2 separate regions of the Pan troglodytes genome follow, and region 2 is linked to region 1. Evidence: chromatin contacts called from public HiChIP or PLAC-seq data. All regions are on one chromosome and are shown on one strand. The core of a region is the stretch at or near the end of the contact, and the rest is flanking DNA. Distances in the headings are between cores, read along the strand shown. Region 1 holds the start of BMP1 (bone morphogenetic protein 1). Region 2 holds the start of POLR3D (RNA polymerase III subunit D).

Region 1 (6,407 bases), core at 2,868-5,367:
CCCTTGGATCTCCTTAGGAGGTTCTTAGTGGACTGAGGAGTGGCGCTTCTACTCCCCCGACCGCAATATCTTCTCCCCAAATCTCTGGAGAAACTAGATTTTTTTTTTTTCACAGAGTCTTGCTTTGTCACCCAGACTAGAGTGCAGCGGCACAATCATAGCTCACTGCAGCCTCCAGCTCCTGGACTCAGCCTTGAACTCTCGAGCTCCAACTCCTCCCAGCTAAGCCTCCCAAGTAGCTGGGACTACGGGTGCATGACACCATGCCCAGCTAATTTTTAAATTTTTTTGTAGAGATGGGCATCTTGCTGTGTTGCCCAGGCTAGTCTTAAACTCCTGGCTTCAAGTGATCCTCCCACTTTAGCCTCCCAAAGTGGATTACAGGCATGAGCCACTGACCCCTGCCTAGACTTCTTAAGAATCCCTTCTTCCTGGGGAACCCCGCTGCCCCGCCCCGCCCCATGTAGGGCCCAGGGAGAGTATAAATTTTTTCCTCCCCCCTTGCGGCACTGAAATAAGAAGGTGACTCAGGGGCAGGGGCCTGGGTGGGTGGGGTGACTCAGCTGTCTAGAGGGGGAATGTGGTCTGGTGAGAGGAGAGATTACTTCTCGACCTCAGAGGGTGTACCCTAATCCTCTATGGCTCTCTGATGTCCAAACCTTGGCCAGGCGTCCCCCTGGGTGGGATGGGGATGTGGGCTGGTAAGTGCTGCCCCTCCCGCTCCTGCAGACTCTGGACTGTCAGATGAGGTTGAGGTGGTAGCAGGGGCCTCACTGGCACAGGGTCACTACCCAGCTCTGGGTGTGACATGCTTCTAGCCCCACCCCTGTGGGGTCAGGCCCCTGGGCTTCTCTGATTGTGGGATCAACTGTGTCCCAATTCCTGCCTCCAAGGTCTCTCCGGGGGGGTGTTGGCTAGTCACCTGGGGCAGCCAAACAGTGCTGGGAATCTTGCAGAAGGACCCCCTTCATGGTTTGGCTGATTTCCTGACATACAGGAAATCAGGGCTGCCTCAAAATCTTCCTGGGCAAGGGTTAGTGAGGGCTTGGTGGCACCAGCTCTGAGCACACAAACAGACCAGCTTGCCTTCCTGCCCAATGTCCTGGTCTCACCCAGAAGGTCCAGGAACCTCTCCAGGGTATCAAGGATATTAATTTTGCCCTTACTACAACGGCAACCATAACTCGGCCAGTAATGGTCCAACGAAGGGGCGTGGCTACCCTCAGAGCAACCGGAAAGGTCACAGGTAAGCTGTGGGAGTCAAAGGAGCTTTCAGTTCCAGCCCTTGAAAAGAAGCAGAGACAGCATGCCTGCCATCGTCACCTCCAGCATCTGGAGGTCAGGGCTGCAGAGGATACAGGAAGCAAAGCCAGGCAGGAGAAGGAAACGTGGAGAACAGAGCTGAGGGACCTGTGGCTGGAAGGCAGTGGCACAGGGGTGTGGGTGTGAGTACTTAGGAATGCCCATGTGAGTTTCCTCTAGAGGTGGGCAGCAGATCTCAAGCGTCAGTCATACCCGAGAGGGAGGCCTGATCTGACCCAAGGCCTGGCCTTGTCAGGCCCGGGGGCCCTCTCAGCCGCCCCCAGGCCTGGCCCAGCGCCCCACCAGCCTCACTTCACCCAGTTGGAGTGCTTTCTCCAGAGCCCTTACTTGAAGCTCCAACTCAGCCAGCCCCACCCTAGCATGAAACCTGAGACTGGGGGGAGAGCCCTCAGCCTCTTGCTGCTCTGAAAATCACTCCCATTTCCAACAAGAAGGGAAAGACATCAGAATGGCTTCCCACCCATTCTTTAAGGCCTGGCCCCAGCCCCACCTCCTCCATGAAGACCCCCCCAGACCTTCTCAGCCTGCTGTGATCACTTTTCTCTGCCACCACCAGGCTGCAGAGGGGCAGGAAACTCCCTGAGTCTTTGGCATCCTACCCTCCAATGTGGCACTCAGTGTGGCTTGGTTTGTGCTATTGGTTATGTCTGTAGGTGTCTTGGGTCCCTACTGGACTGTAAGCTCCTTGAAGGCAGGGTCCTAGCTTGTACGTCTCAGTACCTCCCACAACATCCATTCCAGGCCCTAGCACATATTAGGTATTGATGGATTGATGGATAAGAGGCACAAGGAGACACCAGCAATCCCACACCTCTCAAAAAAATGAAGTGACAGTCTGAGGCACAGAAAACAGGGAGTAGGGAGCCCACATTTATTTAGCGCTGACTGTGTGTTAAGCACTATTAAGTGTTTTATGTATCTTTTCATATTTAACCCTTACCACCAACTCTATGGGAAGATGTATGAGCAGTTCCATTTTACAGGTGTGAAAGTGGCAGTTCAGACATGATCATTACCATTCTGAGGTGGTACAGCTATAATGAGTAGCAGGGTCAGGATTGAAAGCTAGATGTGCCTGCCTTCAAAGTCCATGCGCAGTCCTCTCTGCCCTGTACCCACTCCCAGCACCCAGCAAGAAAAATGACAGCAAATGTCCTGGTTTACCCGCAGCCCAGCAGGTGTAGAGGGGTAAGGGCTGAGGGATTTGCCCTGATTTCCTCCATTGGATGGTCTCTTATTCCTGCCTGTGGGCCACCCTCCCAGGAGAGTCCCTGAACAGGGTCTCCAGAGCCAGGACTAGAGCAACCTGCCCCTCCGCCCCTCGTGCCCCACACAGGCAGTCCAGTTCTAGCAACTATGCCACTTCCCCTGGCTCTGGCTATTTGGAGATGAGCTGAAGTCAGAGAGGCAGGAAGTCAAGGAAAAGTTCTGATATCTTGTCCCTGTGTGTCCCCAAACAGCCTGCCCAGGGTCATCCAATCAGGCAAATGGCCCGAGTGCCTGGCCATCTGGTCACTCCAGGGGCAGGACCCTTCTGGGCTCAGCAGGAGTGAAGGGGTTACATAGAGTCTTCAGAGACAAAGAACACACACACACATACAGGCAAACACACACTCCGGGGTCCTGACCTCAGCTAATTAGCCTCTGGTGTCTCGGGGGTGACAGAGCTGATATACAATATCTGGGTTCTCTTTGTATTTTCCCTCTTTCCACCCCAACTTGGCCTTGGCGGGGGTCTCCGGGCACATAGGGACAAAGTTAAGTCCCCCTTCTGGGTTGGCTTCTCTGACTTTGACAGCTGTCTCCTAAGTCCCAGAAAGCTTCAGCTACTGGTTAAACTACGGGATACCCAGAGAGCACGATCTCAGGGAATCCCTGGAAAAACTTTCTTCTTCCACTTGGGCTGGGTGGTGGCCGGGGGACCTGCTCCTTGGAGACTCAGGCCTCCCAGATCCAAGCCAGACAGATGTGCAGCCCCAGGGCAGCCCAGACAGGCTGGAAAACACCCAGCTCCTGGAGCAGGAGAGATGGGGGAGAAGGGGAAAGAACACACACACACACACACACACACACACACACACACACACACGCACAGGAGTTTGGCCAGAAAAGTTTCCTACAGAAGGAAAAGCCGCATTGCCCGCCGGTTTTCCCCGGACGCAAGGAGACTTCCTCTGGAATCCTCCGGGAAGATGAGAGGCAGCGGCAGCAGCTTCCACCAACAGCAGCAAAACTTCAGTCCGAAAAGTCCCCCAAATCCCCCTCCCTCTCCCCCTCGTTCTTTTGTTCCCCACTGCATTGCCAACCAGGCAGCTCCCGGCTTCCCACACTGGACTGTCCTCCCCCAACCCCAAGCCCGAACCCGCCCGCGCCTCCCCGCCTGGCCCGTCGCCGGGGGGCCGGGGGGCGCTCACCCGCCTTGCAGGGGTCTTTGTAGTTGAGGGGCTCCGAGTCGTCCTCCTCCGCCAGGTCATAGGTGTAGTCGGCCAAGTCCAGCGGCCGGCCGGGACGCGGGAGCAGCAGCAGCCCGAGCAGCAGCGGCAGGCGGGCCACGCCGGGCATGCTGGCGGGGCGGCGGCGAGGGAAGCGGGGCACTGGAGGCCAGGGGAGGGCGTCCTCTCGCCCACTTGCTTGCTCGTTCGCGACCGCGACCGCTCCCGCCCTCGCTCCCCGACCTCTTCCCCTTCCCTCTGCTCGCCTCCCTCCTTCCTGTCTCCCGCCCCCCGCTCGGCCCGCGGCTCCGCGCTCGTCCTCGGGCTCCAGCCGTCTCCCTCTCCCTTTCCTTCTTTTTCTCTCTTTCTTTCTCTCCCTCCCTCCCTCCCTCCGACTCCCCCCCCCCCTTTTTAGGGAAATGAGCTCGCTGGAGGGCGGGTTTTCGCCCGAGCTCTGCCCCCCTCGGGGCTGGGACAGTGCTCAGCCGGGCCGGGCCGTGCGCCAGCCGGGGCGGGGAAGGCGGAGAGCCGCGCGCCCGGGGAGGGGGCTCGGGCCGCCCGGGCCGCGGGCCGCGAGGCCGGGGCTGGAGCTCGGGCCCCGGGGTGCCGGGAGGGCTGTCGCTCCTGAGGTGCCCTCTAGCGGCGGCCTCCCCCGCGGGCGCGCGGCCGAGCCCCCGCCCCGCCGCGGGACACGCTGTCAGGTCCTCGCGCCGCCCCTGCCCCGCGCCCCCGCCTCGGGTCGGTCTCTCCGCCTGCGTCTCCCTATCTCCCCTTCTTGGACCCTCGCTCTCTCGCGTCTCGCTCTCTGCGCTCTGTCTCTCTCGCTGTCTTGGTGTCTCTCCCTCCTCCGGAGACGCCGCTGGAGGGCGCCGAAAGCCCGTGGATGGCTCCCTGCGAGCCCCTCTCCCCCGCCGAGGTGGACCCAGTGTCCCAGCGCCCTGGGACAGAGGGCGAATGGCAAACCCCACTTTGCTCTGCCAAGGCCCTTCCCTTCTTGGCCGGCCCCCGCCAGGGCAGGACTGCGCCCTGCAGGAAGACAGAAGCAGACCCTTTGCTTTTCAATCAGGCTGCTTTATTCTGTTGTGGCAGGAGTTCCCGGGCCCCTGGGCGCCACCTCTGCCCACTCCCATCCTCTCCCCAAGCTCCCATTTCTCCAGGGCTTGTCCCTGCGGTGTGGGCAGAAGCAGCTTCTTGCCCGTCTGCAAAAGCTGCAAAAGACCCTTTTCCCGGGGCGTTTCCTTTCCCCTTGGGGCTTCCACTGACCCTGTGAAGCAAAGGAATGTTGAGGATGGACAGAGAGAGTCAGGAGAGTGGGAAGTACCGGTCTGTGAGCTTCCCCTCCCGCGAGTTGCCTGGATGACCCCGCTTCAGTGGACGCCCCAGCGCCTGGTCAGCGCGACCGCTCCTCCACAGCCCGGGAAGGTGGCCCGAGCGCTCCTCCGCTGCTGATCAGGGGCCCTGGGATCACACCTGCTCACCGGAGGCGTCCTAGATGTAGTAGAGCGGCACCTCGCCACACAGGGTGCTCACGGCCATGCCCAGGAAGGCCGGGTCCCCTCCGGAGGGTGCTGAGCCTGCATCTCGCCCCTCTGCCTGGCCCAGCTTAGACGTAGGCACTGCGGGCTTGGCCTGCAGAGAGCATTCCATCTGGAATCTAGGAAGTGAGTTTCTATCCCATGTGCAGCCCTTATTGTGGGACTTCAGGTATATCAGGCAATCTCTCTGAGCCTCAGTTTCCTCATCAGTAAAGAGGGGCTGTGCTAGAGTCAGAAGCCACCAGGTAGTGAGTGGACTCAGCTGAGCCCAGCAGCTTGGCAGTGGGGTGGGAAGGAAAGGAGTCGTGCAGGGGAATAGGAGAGGGGCAGTCAGCTGGCAGCCAATGAGGAACAGTGCTTTACAGGTGACAAATAGCCACCATTCGGACACTCCTCCCAGCAGCCCTGGGAGGGAGACAGCCCACTCTTTTCACCCACACACACACACCTGGAAGTTCTGGACTTTTCTAGTGAGAGCCTCAAGACTGGGGATGCTCTCTGGAGCTATCTTCATGATGTAGCAGCAGGTGCCAGGGGCTGGCTTGTAGGCGATCAGCAGCTAGGCACAGAATGCTGGAGATCATTCGGGGGTCCCTGCCCTGCTCTCTCCCTGACCCAGGTCCTTAGCCACCTCCCTCTAGGTTGGGCACGGGAGTCATACTAGAATCTGGGGCTCAGGCAAAAAAGGGCTGGAGGAGAGGGAGAGATGGATGTGGATGAAGTGGCCCAGCTGGGTGGCTCTAGCAGAGCCTTGTCATTGGTCCCAGGGTCAGGAGGTCTGGGCATACCCACCTGCTGGTAGTCATACACCACGAGGCCAGTGGAGCCGATGGAGAAGGTGGCAGTGGTAACCAGGTGCTCACTCAGGGCCAGGCGTTGCTGGGCTTCCGGCGCCCCAATGCTCATCTCCAGAACCTGGGGAAAGGGCATGGAGCTGCCTGGTCTTCCCCTTTCCTACTCAGCCTGTGGTACCCATCCCCATACTCAGGCCTCTGTACTCAAATGCGCTTCCCTCTTTCCCAAGAGTTCAGGGAGGCTGAGTGGAACCAGGTGCTGGAGGGAGCTGGCTGTCCTGCTGTGGGGCAGGGGCCTTGTGGAAAAGCCTGAGCTGGGTTGC
Region 2 (6,407 bases), core at 1,161-3,660, 80 kb before region 1:
CAAGTTAAATCACAATTTCTAAAGATGGAACCCTAGACACCAGTATTTATTTATTTATTTATTTTTTAAAGCTTGCAGAATCACCTAGGAGCCAGGGTTGAAAATCACTAGTGAAAAGAACTAAAGATATAAATTTAAATTTTGGAGCTACAAACCTAGTTATTTCCCCCAAAGCCCCAAATTCAGAGCAAGTAAATAAGGGGCAAGTATTCAGAAGGCCTAGCTACTTACTCTTCCTTGATCTTCCGACTGATGATATTTGGGGTGAAGGTTTTCTGAAAGCAAAATACAGGAGTCACTGATGTGTTAGGTTCTGACCCCAAAGTACAGAGGAAAATAAAAATTCCCAAAGGGCATCTTCTACAGACCAAGGCCACCATGGCTCTCGTTGGCACATTCCATAGTGTTGTCAGTTTTATAGATACACATGTGCCTGAAAAGGAGGAATGTCATAGTGTGGTAGCAGTGGAGTTACACATAGAAGGGGGCACCAAAACCCACTTTTAACCAGCAGCCTTAGGTTCTGCCTCTGAAAGAAGATCCTCTGGGACTTCTAAAAGCAAAGGAATTTCTCTGGTCTCACCTCTTCTCTTCAAACTGCTATAGAGACCAGTCAGTATCATGGGGGAACAGCTCTAGCAGCAAGGCCTAAGTAGGGAAGGCCATAGATCTGCCAACACTCTCAATCAGGTGACTATGGACTGTCACCACAATTTTCCAAGGCAAAGTTAGGTTTTTAAAAACTGCTTTATGGCTGGGCGTTGTGGCTCATGCCTGTAATCCTAGCACTTTGGGAGGCCAAGGTGGGTGGATCACGAGGTCAGGAGTTCAAGATCAGCCTGGCCAAGATGGTGAAACCCATCTCTACTAAAAACTACAAAAATTAGCTGGGCGCGGTGGCGGGCCCCTGTAATCCCAGCTACTCGGGAGGCTGAGGCAGGAGAATCGCTTGAACCCGGGAGGCGGAGGTTGCAGTGAGCTGAGATGGTGCCTCTGCACTCCAGCCTGGGCGACAGAAAGAGATTCCGTTAAAAACAAAACAAAAAAACAAAAAACTGCTTTATTCGGCCAGGAGCGGTGGCTCACACCTATAATCCCAGCACTTTGGGAGGCCGAGGCAGGTGGGCGGATCACAAGGTCAGGGGTTCAAGAACAGCCTGGCCAACATGGCAAAACCCTGTGTCTACTAAAAATACAAAAATCAGCTGGGCATGCTGGCGGGCGCCTGTAATCCCAGCTACTCAGGAGGATGAGGCAGAAGAATCGCTCAAACCTGGGAGGCAGAGGTTGCAGTGAGCTGAGATCGTGCCATTGCACTCCAGCCTGGGGGACAACAGCGAGACTTCCTCTCAAAAAAAACCAAAACCAAAACCAAAACCTGCTTTGTTCTTCTGTCATCCTGACCCCACCCCTTTCTGGGCTACTCTTGACATCCACAGTCATACACACGGGAGAGGCCACAGAGCCTCGAATGCCATGCCTAGGATTCATCATACTCTAGATAAAAAGTTTGCACACAGAGATGGTGAATTCTGAACCCTCTAAGACTGCGAAGTTTATGCCTGTCTGGCTTTCATGGGTTTCTTAAAGATGTCCAAACACACAATAAAAGTAAATAAACACTGTTCAAATTGCTTTTGAACGACTTTAACTTATTAGGATTCTCTGCCCTTCAACCACCTCTGGGAGTCATTTCAACATCTTGTACTCAGTACCTAGATTTGAAGGTAGGACAGACTCCCTAGAATTTAAAGAGGGGTAGGCTTGAGGCCCAACGACAGTCCTGACACACAGTAGGTCCTACACAAACATTAGTTGAATCCTGGGGCTTGGAATTCAAGGTAGTTGAGTTTCTTTAGAAACGCGCCGTTGGGTACCTTCTTGACTCCCCCGAGGGTGAGGTCCCTGGAACGGATGGAGGGAAGGCGGCCGGGGGTGAGGGGAGGCGCCGGCCGCCGCCCGATGAGCCCCCGGGCCCCAGTCAGGAGAGGTCGGGGCCCTCCCGGCGTGCTGGGCTCGCCGGCGGCGTTTCCTTCCGACATGTTGCCTGGGAGAGAAGGGGCGACGAGATCACCAGAGGGGACTGACACGAGGACCCTGGCGGAACCCCACCCCCTTGCTTTCCGGTCCCCCAGTCGGTGCGTCCCTCCAGTGGCCTCTCAGCTCCTCCCCTCCCACGTGGGGAGACTCCCGGGACCACCCAGGTGAGAGCCTTTGGCTCGCGACACGCCCTCTCCAGGAACCCCGCCCAGGAACCAGACAGGGACGCACCCGGGCCGCGGCTCCACACCGCGCGTCACAACCTCACCTGCAACGCGACCCGCCGCCAGCCTTCGGTCTCCGCGCCGGGCGGAAGTCTGCGTGGCAGGGCCTGGGCGCCGCCATCTTGGCGCGGGACGGAAGTGACGTTCGGGGGGCGGGACTGGGCCACAGTATTTATCAGGCGGCGCTTCGCTCCTCTCCGCCTTCTCTTCCCGGTTCTTCCCGGAGTCGGGAAAAGCTGGGTTGAGAGGGCGAAAAAGGATGAGGTGACTGGTCTGGGCTACGCTATGCTGCGGCGCTTGGGGGTCTTGGCCTCCGGGCGGTGGCGTGGAGGCGCCAAGATCAGGGTCCCGGGTCTTGTCGGCCACCACGCCGCAATGTGAGGATTCGCCTCGGCGGAGCCCCTGGGAGCTTGGGGGTAGCTGCTCGGGATGGGGCGAGGGGCGCGGCGCGGCGCAGAGAGTGAGACCTGGACTTAAGAGTCGGGGAGTCCTGGGCCACACCGAGCCCTGTCTGCGGGTTCTCCATGGTGACCTTGGAGTGGTCACTACCTCCGGGCAGCGACCTCGCCCACTTTCGGGGACCCCTTCCCTGTGCTCCTGGTGGAGTCCTGGGGTGAGGCTGTGGGGGCAGCTTGGAACAGCCGCAGTGGACCAACCGGTGCCCAGTCACACCCGCTTCAGATCACGAAGGCGGTGGCCTCGTGTGCGCTCTTGGTCAAAGCCTGGAGGGAATTGGAATACCAAGTTTGCTCTACTGCTGGAGGAATTTAAAGAACTTTTGTTGACTCCAGCGTTTGTGATTTAACATAAAAAGTGTCATTTAATGTTATCCCCCATCCCCCAGACCGTATAAAAACCATGTAACAATATTATGGGGAGTTTGAGGAAAGGAAATCATTTCTACCAGAATGCCACGTAGAGTACTACTATTAAAAATTTTGTAATGTATCTAGTAGTCTTCACAGAGTTGTATCACAATTTCATGTCCTTTTTCTTTTCTTTTCTTTCTTTCTTTTTTTTTTTTTTTTTCTTTTTTTTGTTGAGACGAGGTTTCTCTCTGTTGCCCAGACGGGAGTGCAGTGGTGCGATCAACACACCGCAACCTCTGCCTCCCAGGCTCAAACCATACTTCCACCTCAGCCTCCTGAGTAGCTGGGACTACAAGTGCATGCCACCACGCCCGGCTAATTTTTTCTTTTTCTTTTTTTTTTTTTTTTTTTTTTTTTGTATTTTTCGTAGAGACGGGGTTTCACTATGTTGCCCAGGCTGGTCTTGAACTCCTGAGGTCAAGTGATCCCACCCGCTTCGGCCTCCCAATGTGCTGGGATTACAGGCATCAGCCACCGCGCCTGGCCTGTATCCTCCTTTTTCAAATAACATTTCTCTGTTGCGACATCAAAGACTGCGTAGTTCTCCAGTGGCTGTATCATGATTTAAGTATTTCCCTGATTGTTTCTTTTTTCCCTGTTTTAAATAATGCTGCAGTGAATGTCTGGTACATTCGACTTGCTTTTTTTCGATTTTCTTTTTGTTTTTGTTTTCTTTTGGATTATATTCCCGGGATAGATTTCCCATCCTGGGATAACTGGCCAAAAGAAGATTTTTTTTTTAAGTAAATATTTGGGATGGGCATGGTGGCTTACGCTTGTAATCCCAGTGCTTTGGGAGGCAGAGATGGGAGGATCGCTTGAAAGGCTCAGCAGTTGGAGATTGCAGTAAGCTATGATCCAGCCCTTGCACTCCAGCCTGGGTGACACAGCAAGACCCTATCTCTAAAAACATTTTTTAAATTAAACTTTTTATTTTGAGAACATTGTAGGTTCATGTAGAGTGGTAAGAAACAATGTAGAGAGATCCCAAGTACTGTTTACTCGTTTTCCCCCAGTAGTAACATCTTGCCACCAGAATATTGACATTGGTACAGTCAAGATACAAGAAGTTTCCATCACCACAAGGATCCCTCTAGTTGCCCTTTTATAGCCACACCTCCCTCCCCCCACCTCCTCCCACCACTAATCTGTTCTCCATTTCTGCCATTTTGTTATTTCAAAAGTGTTATATAAATGGAATCATACAGTATGTGACTTCTTGGGATTGCTTTTTTCACTCGGCATTGTTCCCCGGAGGTCATCCAAGTTGTGTGTATCAATAGTTCGTTCCATTTTATTGCAGAGTATTCATGGTTTGTTTAACCATTCACCCTTTGAAAGACATCTGGGTGGTTTTCCGTTTGGGGTTATTATGGATAAAGCTGCTGTGAAAATACATGTACAAGGTTTTGTGTGAACGTTAAGTTTTTATTTCTCTGGGATAATTGCCCATGAGTGCAATCATTGGGTCATATGGTAGTTGTACCTTAGTTTTATAAGAAACTGCCAAGCTGCTTTCCACAGGGGCTGTACCATTTTGTACATGCACATTTTATGGTTCTTCATTCATATTGCTAAATTGCTTTCAAAAAGGATTGTGTGGCCGGGCGTGGTGGCTCACGCCAGTAATGCCAGCACTTTGGAAGGCCGAGGTGGGCAGATCACTTGAGGTCAGGAGTTCCAGACCAGCCTTGCCAACATGGTGAAATACTGTCTCTACTAAAAATACAAAAATTAGCTGGGCGTGATGGCACACGCCCATAATCCCAGCTATTCAGGAGGCTGGGGCACAAGAATCGCTTGAACCACAGAGGCAGAGGTTGCAGTGAGCTGAGATCACGCCATTGCAGTCCAACCTGGGTGACAGAGGGAGACTGTCTCAAAACAACAAAAACAAAAAAAACCCACAAAAAAACAAGATTGTGCTGAAATGCATCAACACTAAGAATGTGTGTATATACAATAATCAAACGTATATACACACACACACTATATACACACACACACATTGTGGGCTTTTGAAGGACTCCTGGGTGAGGCTGTGTGGGCAGCCTTGGAATAGCCACATTGGATCAACCGGTGCCCAGTCACACCCTTCCTGGGCTCACAGCAGTGACCCTCATGTGCACTTTTGGTCAAAGCCTGGAAGGAATCTGAACACCAAGTTTGCTCTACCGTTGGAATTTAAAGAACTTTTATTGGCCAGGTGTGGTAGCTCACACCTGTAGTCCCAGCACTTTGGGAGGCTGAGGTGGGTGGATCACCTGAGGTCAGGAGTTCAAGACCAGCCTGGCCAACATGGTGAAACCCTGTCTCTACTAAAAGTACAAAAATTAGCCAGGCCTGGTGGCGGGCATCTGTAATCCCAGCTACTTGGGAGGTTGAGGCAGGAGAATCACTTGAACCTGGGAGAAGGAGGTTGCATTGAGCCAAGATCGCGCCATTGCACTCCAGCCTGGGCAACAAGAGCAAAACTCCGTCTCAAAAAAAAAAAAAAAAAAAAAAAAGAGCCGGGCACAGTGGCTCACGCCTGTAATCCCAGCACTTTGGGAGGCCAAGGTGGGCAGAACACGAGGTCAGGAGTTCAAGACTAGCCTGACCAACATGGTGAAAACCCGTCTCTACTAAAAATACAAAAATTAGCCTGGCGTGGTGGCATGTGCCTGTAGTCCCAGCTACTTGGGAGGCTGAGGCAGGAGAATAGCTTGAATCCGGGAGGCGGAGATTGCAGATAGCCGAGATTGCGCTGGAGTGTAGACTCCAGCCTGGGAGACAGAGCAAGATTCCGTCTCAAAAAAAAACAACAAAAAACAACTTTTATTGACTCCGAAATTAATGTGTGTGTAAACACACACACACACACACAGAGAGAGAGAGAGAGAGGTAGTATATAAGAATATATAATTTTAGGGCTTGGTGGCACCCACCTGTAGTCCCAGCTACTTGGGAGGCTGAGGAGAGAGGATCGATTGAGCCCAGGGGTCAAAGGCTGCAGTGAGCCTTGATTGTGCTACTGCAGTCCAGCTTGGGAGACAGAGGAGACCTTGTCTCAAAAAAACAAAAAAGAGAATATATAATTTTTTGGCCACATCCTTTTGAGTATTGGCTTTTAAAATTTAAAACTTTGTTTGCCAATTTACTAATATATTAATATTTTGTTATGTTGTTTTCTAAACAGATCCTTTTCAACTTCTTTCTTCATGTTGATTTTACAATAATCAAACCAAACCAATACCCTTTTCCTGTTCCCTACAGAGCTACACGCAGCAGCCCT

Evidence for each region. HiChIP or PLAC-seq counts read pairs in DNA pulled down with a chosen protein or histone mark.
Region 2: a contact with region 1 is called in an H3K4me3 HiChIP or PLAC-seq map of stem cell-derived excitatory neurons, with 2.1 times the contacts expected there. The contact joins the promoter of POLR3D here to the promoter of BMP1 in region 1. A contact is called at or near these places in 1 of 7 Hi-C or Micro-C datasets (stem cell-derived neural progenitor cells) and 1 of 1 datasets of contacts at active chromatin or transcription factors (stem cell-derived excitatory neurons).

Annotation. Positions count from the first base shown.
Region 1 is chr7:30,492,384-30,498,790 of NHGRI_mPanTro3-v2.0_pri, reverse strand. It overlaps BMP1 (bone morphogenetic protein 1), which reads right to left and starts at 4,117. Exons shown (of 21, transcript XR_010159434.1): 1 at 3,738-4,117. SFTPC (surfactant protein C) reads right to left here. Exons shown (of 8, transcript XM_009454975.4): 5 at 6,083-6,205; 6 at 5,739-5,849; 7 at 5,234-5,384; 8 at 4,806-5,019. The coding sequence ends at 5,244.
Region 2 is chr7:30,570,652-30,577,058 of NHGRI_mPanTro3-v2.0_pri, reverse strand. It overlaps POLR3D (RNA polymerase III subunit D), which reads right to left and starts at 2,410. Exons shown (of 9, transcript XM_001155075.8): 1 at 2,309-2,410; 2 at 1,878-2,047; 3 at 232-275. The coding sequence starts at 2,042. MIR320A (microRNA mir-320a) reads left to right here and starts at 2,449; the gene lies at 2,449-2,529.